Regions from separate parts of the Cyprinus carpio genome. Here region 1 is linked to region 2. Evidence: chromatin contacts called from public Hi-C data. All regions are on one chromosome and are shown on one strand. The core of a region is the stretch at or near the end of the contact, and the rest is flanking DNA. Distances in the headings are between cores, read along the strand shown.

Region 1 (3,787 bases), core at 568-3,067, 170 kb before region 2:
CTCCAATGTCTTCTATCGTGTTGTTTTTCAGTTCTTCTGTTTTGTTCTCTTTCCGCTCACATTTGAACTCAGCTGTTCCACCTTCCAACACACTGTTATTGAGGCAAGCACACAGATCTAGGTAAATGACTGAGTCTTAAGCACAAGCAAAGTATTTAATCGCATGTGATGATACGGACCTGGTTTCGACATAAACGAGCGGCTCCATCTCGCTAGCGTACTGCAGAGCAGAGACTTGCTTATTTCCCATTGAATAACGTGCTTTGGCAATTGAAAACCATCCCTGTGTTGAAAGAATTAATGGAATTATATTCAGAATACAAATGAAAATGTTTTCGTGTACAATACGTATATATGAACAAGCTGGATTCTATTCCCAGTATAAATATGTGCTCAGTCTAATCAAGTGTAATTGCACGTTTCACCTCCTCTATAAGGGAATTAAGTTTGTGTCGTTTCTCCTCCAGAGCCTCGAGCTGGTCCATGAAAAGTAGCAACTGCTCGTCCAAACGAAGCTGTTGATCAACACGCATTTCTGTCGTTTTATCTGGCTAAACAGAACTGAACACTAATAAACAGCAGAAAATAAAGGACTTAATGAAGAATGAAAAGATATGTATTCCTGCTGAACGCTATCAGAGTGGTTTTAGAGAACCTTTACCGGTCACGTGACATGAAGTCACATGACATCGGTTAGCTCTGTTACGTAGAGATTGCGTAGTTTAGAATGAATTCTGTGAAGTCTTTATATTTTACAGGATTTATGTTGCATGCTTCTTTAAGCACACATATAACATTAAAAAAAAATCTCCAAAAATATGAGTTATCTGAGTAATCAGAACTCGCTTGCATATGCTTTGTGTGTGGCTTTTTTAAAGTATCGACTAGAATTCGTAGAAAAAAAGACAAAAAAAAAAAAAATCACTTATATCGTGCATACGTAATTCGTATCATCATAAAATTCACGCTAAAAAAGAAAACATTTACTTCCCATACCGGGAGTCGAACCCGGGCCGCCTGGGTGAAAACCAGGAATCCTAACCGCTAGACCATATGGGAGATATATGGTACGTTAAAAGCAAACCCTTTTAACCCTGAATACGTACACAAATTTTTTTTTACTTATAATAATTCAGACTAATTCAGACGTCCGTCATTCCTGTTAGTACTTTAAATATTGTATCCAGCACTGCAAATGTCAATTATTAGAGAATAATGGCAGAGGTTCACTTTATTTCCACTAGCCGCCATAAAGACCCAAACATGCTGCGATGTTTATGATCGTAAATCATCTAATACTCAAGTGAATCGCATGCTAGGAAAAGTAGTATGAGCGCGCGTCAGCACAATAAAACTGAGAAAATATTACAAAAGAAACTATTGCAAGTACGTGTACAAGTATTAAAAGCCCAGTTCCTGCAACAGCTTCCAGCACCTCCAGTAGCTCGCCGTGATCGTATAGTGGTTAGTACTCTGCGTTGTGGCCGCAGCAACCCCGGTTCGAATCCGGGTCACGGCAGGGATAAGTCCCTATCACGCGGCTTAGGGGTGTGCATTTTTGTTTTAACTTGAAAGCTTCAGTTTATTTTATGCATCACTTCATTTACCAACGCTAAACGCGATTAACGAGACAAAACGTATTAATTTACAAAATGTGTAACGTATTTCACCAGCATATACACACTTCACAATCACATGTGACGACATGCATGTTCCGAGGAGATCATCCAACTGTTAGCCGAGTACATTACACGATGGGTTGTTCTTCCCACAAAACCTATCGGTGATTGGGCAGCGTGAATCACGTGGGCTTATAGTAGGATGTGACTTGGTGGCGCGATGTTTCTGCAAATTGATAATGTAGTTTCAAAGAGCAGATTTTAGCACTTCATTGCCGCACTCTCCAAGAGTAGTTATATGCAACATAGAGTAACGCGGGACATAATCACATTTCTAGGACATTTCACAACTCATCAGAGTAAGTACAGACGTATAAAGTCGTTTCCACGTTATCTAGTGCAAAATAAAAGATCTGTAACTAGTTTTTCTAATGCTACTATTTATACATTCTGTCTTAATCATATCTTTCATCCATGTTTACAGATGTTGAAGGAAGGCGACACTATAAATCATCCCTATTGGCCACGCAACCTGTCCATTCCTAACTATGTGGCTAATGACCGGTCAATGTCAGAGATTCTCGTATTCCTGTTCTCTGTGTCCGGGATACTGCTGCTCGCCACCTGGTCACTGACTGGCCGTAAGGTGTCTGGAAGCAGGCTTAGTGGAGGGAGGAGGTTAGCTCTGTGCTGGTTCACTGTGTGTGGCTTCATCCATGGGGTCATCGAGGGATGGTTCTCTTTAAACTACACCATCATTCCCGAAGACCAGAGTTTCCTTTCTCAACTGTGTGAGTGAGGCTTAAAATCTATTCAACTATATTCCATTCATGTCCCTTGAATACCAAAAATGCTTGTTTTCCTCGACAGGGAAAGAATATTCCAAAGGAGACAGCAGATACGCAATGTAAGTTATACACATGCTTGCAATGAAAAAAATGAGTCTATGCATTGTATCTAACCTCCTTTTATGCAATCTTTTCTCCAGAGCGGATAATTTCACTGTTAGCATGGAGACAGTGACCGCGTGCCTGTGGGGTCCCTTCAGTATATGGATTGTTGTGGCCTTCCTGTATAATCATTCTTACAGATTTGTCCTGCAACTCATTGTGTCTCTAGGTAAGATATGTGTTTTGATGTATTGTGGAATAAATAACTTTTATAACTGCACATACTGTTGCAATTATAAAAGTTATTTATTCCACATTTAGTCATTTGCTTAGAGAAACGCAGTGTATGTTGTAAGGCACAATTAAGTTCAGCATCCACCATTACTTACAGGTCAGCTGTATGGTGCAGTCCTCTACTTCTTCACTGAGCACAGAGATGGATATATTCACAGTGAATACGGTCACCCCATCTACTTCTGGTTCTACTTTGTGTTCATGAATATTTTGTGGATTGTCATTCCTTTCATTCTTATAGCGGACTCGTGGTGTCAGCTATCTGCCTGTCAATCCATGTTTGATAAAGCAGCACTTAAAGGAAAGTCTAAAAGAAGCTAGACCAGTAGAAAATAGAAGGGATGTGAAAAAAGTACTGAAATACTGTAAACAATGCTGGGGAATGTATACAATGTGTGGACATAATATATTTTGAATGTAATTTTATAATAATACGATGTCATTCCTGGAAGAAAATGGAAAATGCCGTAAGTATAATGTGTCATACTGATTACAGAAATGAACATTGATTAAATGCTCACAATACAGCTCCAGCAGGGCTGCTTCATATTTACCTGTGTGTTTTTATGACACTGTTGCACTGTATCAGTTCTCTCTGCTCAGGGGCCTTACATTTATGTTGTATGCTGTTATCAAATGATTATATCTGAGATTTTATTAAATGTTCCATCCCCTATATCACTGTCATCTGGCTGTTTTATCACATTTCAAAACACACACACACACACACACACACACAATGAGATAATAAAATGAGCCTAATCTTTTTTTTATAATATGATATATTTTTTCTAATCCTGTCTTTCTTGGTTAAAGAAAAATTTATTTGGTGTTAAATATTGGAAAATATTTTATTTTAATACATACCCCTTAACAAATACACAGAATTGCTTTGTGTGTGGTATTGTGGTGATGATTTTGTCTTGTGTTTAGCGTTAAACAATAACAAAAAATTGTATAATAATGATGAAATCATATAAATCA
Region 2 (3,791 bases), core at 852-3,351:
ATATGAACATAAACTGTCTCAGATCAGTCATATTCCTCATAGCCATCTTGTTCATTCACACTTGTATGTATTTCAGTATCACACCCAATGAGGAAATTGCTGTTATTTTATTATGTCCTTTCTGGTTCTGGCCCTGGGATACTGTCTGTCTGTCTGCTCTTCCTACTGCAGCTGCACAGGCCTCTGCTCTTTGTATTGTGTGTTAGGAACTACTTCCCTGCCCTTTAACACAACAGTGACTGCAGGCCCACAGCCAAGCTGACGGTGTTAGTTTCCCCATGATAAGGCTGGTTCTTCCTCTTTCTCCTCTTTCTCTCTGGTTGAACACACCCATGTTTATCATTGTCAACAACTGTTTTAGACAGAGCTGTTGCTTACAATATTTCATTAGTGAAGATTGGACAGATACGTTGACATACTTTAGGGTATGCATAACATCAATTAGCCTCCTGAGAATGTAAATATAGTATGAGAAAATCAGGATAATCTGATAGATTAATGCACCTTTAAAATCACATTGTTCTTGGATTCCGTTTTTATGAGGAACAAGGGACGTATGTCATGTATATGTCTGTATAACCGATTGCAGAAAGAGGACACACTTTTCTCAATCAATAAGAACATGCAGCAATAATGTATTTAAAAATAGAATTGTTTTCCCTTAAGGGCATGCAAGATGATTAAAAAGGGGCTCTCACATTTGAGGGCATATAGCTCTCTCGCAAAACCTCAATTAATTTTAAAAGAAAAGAAAACCTTGGGGTTAAATAATAAAAGCAATGCTCTGGTGTTTAGTCATGTTCCAGAACCTGATTTTCTGTGAAGATCAAACGAGCCAGTGCACTTGGAAACAAACAACAAAGCATCGCCAAGTTTCCCTTCAGAAACAATAAGGTGCTAAATTAGGTCCTCCCAAACCAATTTAGCACATATTTTGCCTCTGTTTGAATCAGCAGTTGCCAATGAATGGATATTACAGGACAAAAGTTTTTGTCCCAACACAGTTTTTTACTTTGGAAAAACTACAATTATTATTATTATTGTAGGCACACACACACACACACACACACACACACACACACACTATTGTAGGCCTACATGGACAAAAGAGACACATTATTATTATTATTATTATTATTATTGTAGGCCTACATGGACAAAAGAGACACTGTTTTATTTCCAATTTTACTAAAACATTGAAACCCTAAAAATATTACGCTTATATTGTAAAAATAATACTGTGCTATTATTATTATAAATATTATTATGCTATATGCTATAGTATCATATAGGTATAAGAAGCATGGGATTAAATTTAGCCTGCATGGCAGTGTCAACATAAAGTTAATTTTGATATTTTGCAGCTATCGTTTGACTTTTTGATATAATAAAATGTTTCTGTAATCTGAAAGAAGTTCTCTGAAGTGAGGACAGTAGGACTTAACCAACAGGGTGAACAGCATTGAAAGTAAATTTGAGGACACAAGAAAAAAAATAAAAAATGAAATGATGACCAATCAAAACAATATTGCAAAGAAAACCCTTTTTTATTTCGGTTTGAAAGATTTCAGTCAGAGAAAGGGATCAAATAAAGATGGAATATGACAAATGTTGCACCATCTGCCAATTGTTTACCATCATTAACGAACTAATATAATTTACATCTTTGTAAACTATAAATATAATTTGTATCCAATAAAACAAAACATGATGTGGACCTGAAATTATGCGCTGCATAGTAGGAGCAACTAATGTAGTGACTAACAGACGGTTCTGTACTGCCATCTGCTGGCCTCCAATATATATAAATATATAAAAGGGGAGCGATCACGACATAATGAATTTGTTTTTGAATTCTTAATTCTCCACATGTGCTAAGGCTGAAGTGGTAATATCTGCACTATATATGTTTTAAGTACATATAAAAATAATAAGTATGCACCTTATAGCCTGCTAAATAAATATATGCAAATCGATATATGATTGTTTTGCGGATTATTATAAATCTTTAAATTTAAAACAAAAATATGTGCATTTGCAAAAACATCGACGCAAAAAAAAAAAAAACACTCTGAACTTTGTGCTCCAAAACAGCGGAACTACGCTTTCGTTTCCCCGTTTCCTGTCGGATCTCTCCTGCGCGTGACACGTCAAAATGGCGGAGCGGGAAGAAGCGGTGAGGGGGTTCGTCGCTGTAACTGATGTTGATGAAGAGAGGGCCCGTTTCTTCCTCGAGTCAGCCGGCTGGGACCTGCAGGTCAGTAGCACACTGATCACTTTATCACTGAAATATTATACTGTGAAGCACGAGCTCTGCATCCGAGGATTTAGCAGACTTTAAGCCTCCACGGGCAGCCAGTGAAGTGTACGTACAGCCGGCTAACGAAATGTGCAAGTCACTCTTCATTAAAATCACAAGAAGTATCTTAAACCGGTTCATCTGGTTAATCATATTTGATATGATTCACACTGCAGGACTGGCAGTCAGTATTACGATGAAGTAGAGATTTTTAAACCGTGCCTGTATATTTTACATAGAAACGAAGTCTTAAGCTAGCAGTTTAACGTTAGCATGATCAAGAGATACTCATGTTTACATTCGTGGTTTGATTTCTGTTCGTCCTGAAACATCCTAAATTATGTGATTTTGGAGTCGCTAATATAATGAATCTGATTTATCTAGTTACAGAAGGCAGAGAGTAGGTGTTGTTTGTTTGTGTAGTTCACGCAGTGCGTGTCTGTCTATCTCTGAAATGAAGTGACTGCTCCGTTACCTCTGTGTCCTCAGCTTGCTTTAGCTAATTTCTTTGAGGATGGAGGAGATGATGATATTGCCACCCTTCCTCAGCCAGAATCTGTCTCTGTCAGTCGGTCCGCGGGGCCAAGGTAACATAAGTCATATGTTTTGGCTTTTCAGTTATACAGTATCAGATGTACGGGTAATGCGATGTGTTTTGATTTCAGTGAACACAGAGTGACATCCTTTAGAGAATTCATGCACGAGGATGAAGATGACAGCGGTGAAGAGGAAGGCCAGAGGTACTGAATTCCTCTACAGTTAACAGCTCAAGTCACCAACTCACCATGAAATCAAAATGGAAATTTCCTATTTTTTAAAGGAATTTCATTATAATATGAATCATTTATACTTGTAAATCAGTATTGCAGTGTTTATTAGATATTTAGTGTTCATATAATGATTTTTAAAAAAAAATAGAATATTGCAGTGTTTATTTTAAGCAACCTCTAGATTGCATAAACAATTTAAGATTGCAACAATTATCAAACGTCACCTATATATATATATTTTTTTTTTGGATTGAGAAGTTGTTTTTCTTGTATATGATTGCATAAAGGACAAATTTAGATTCTGTGACTGCACACCATGTCTTTTAGGTTTTTCTCCATTTTTAGTCACTATCTTTTTGCTGTTCTAATGATCATGCATTAACATGATTTGGAGAAGTAGAAATATTCAACTTAGTGTTTCAATTATTAAAAGATCATTGAAAAAGTGTGATGATTATAGCAGAATAAATTAGATATTTAGGGTTCATATAATGTAGGGCTGCACGATTATGACAAAAATCATACTTGTCGATTATTCCCTTGAAATTGTAATTGCGATTAGTAATTGCGATTATCACAATTTACACTGAATGATGTTTATACCATTGTTTGATGCAACTGCATGTTCTATTTTTATATGAAAACACTCTAACTGAAAAACCTTTAGTGCTTTTCTATTGTATTAAGCCTCAAATGTCAACTATACATCAGATTAGTTTCTT

The links. A called contact is a pair of places that touch in the nucleus more often than the background predicts.
Region 1: a Hi-C map of liver shows a contact between it and region 2, with 2.8 times the contacts expected there. The contact joins the promoter of LOC109110935 here to the promoter of LOC109088210 in region 2. A contact is called at or near these places in 2 of 8 Hi-C or Micro-C datasets (liver and red blood cells).

The regions. Positions count from the first base shown.
Region 1 is chrB23:12,535,304-12,539,090 of ASM1834038v1, reverse strand. LOC109110935 (3-beta-hydroxysteroid-Delta(8),Delta(7)-isomerase) reads left to right here and starts at 1,817. Exons shown (of 5, transcript XM_019123888.2): 1 at 1,817-1,978; 2 at 2,104-2,410; 3 at 2,490-2,526; 4 at 2,608-2,738; 5 at 2,901-3,479. The coding sequence starts at 2,104. The coding sequence ends at 3,124. It overlaps LOC109110944 (coiled-coil domain-containing protein 115-like), which reads right to left and starts at 698. Exons shown (of 5, transcript XM_019123898.2): 1 at 426-698; 2 at 180-283; 3 at 1-92. The coding sequence starts at 533. It overlaps trnah-gug (a tRNA gene), which reads left to right and starts at 1,448; the gene lies at 1,448-1,519. trnae-uuc (a tRNA gene) reads right to left here and starts at 1,059; the gene lies at 988-1,059.
Region 2 is chrB23:12,369,526-12,373,316 of ASM1834038v1, reverse strand. It overlaps LOC109088210 (NSFL1 cofactor p47), which reads left to right and starts at 2,101. Exons shown (of 9, transcript XM_042751026.1): 1 at 2,101-2,257; 2 at 2,789-2,886; 3 at 2,965-3,039. The coding sequence starts at 2,156.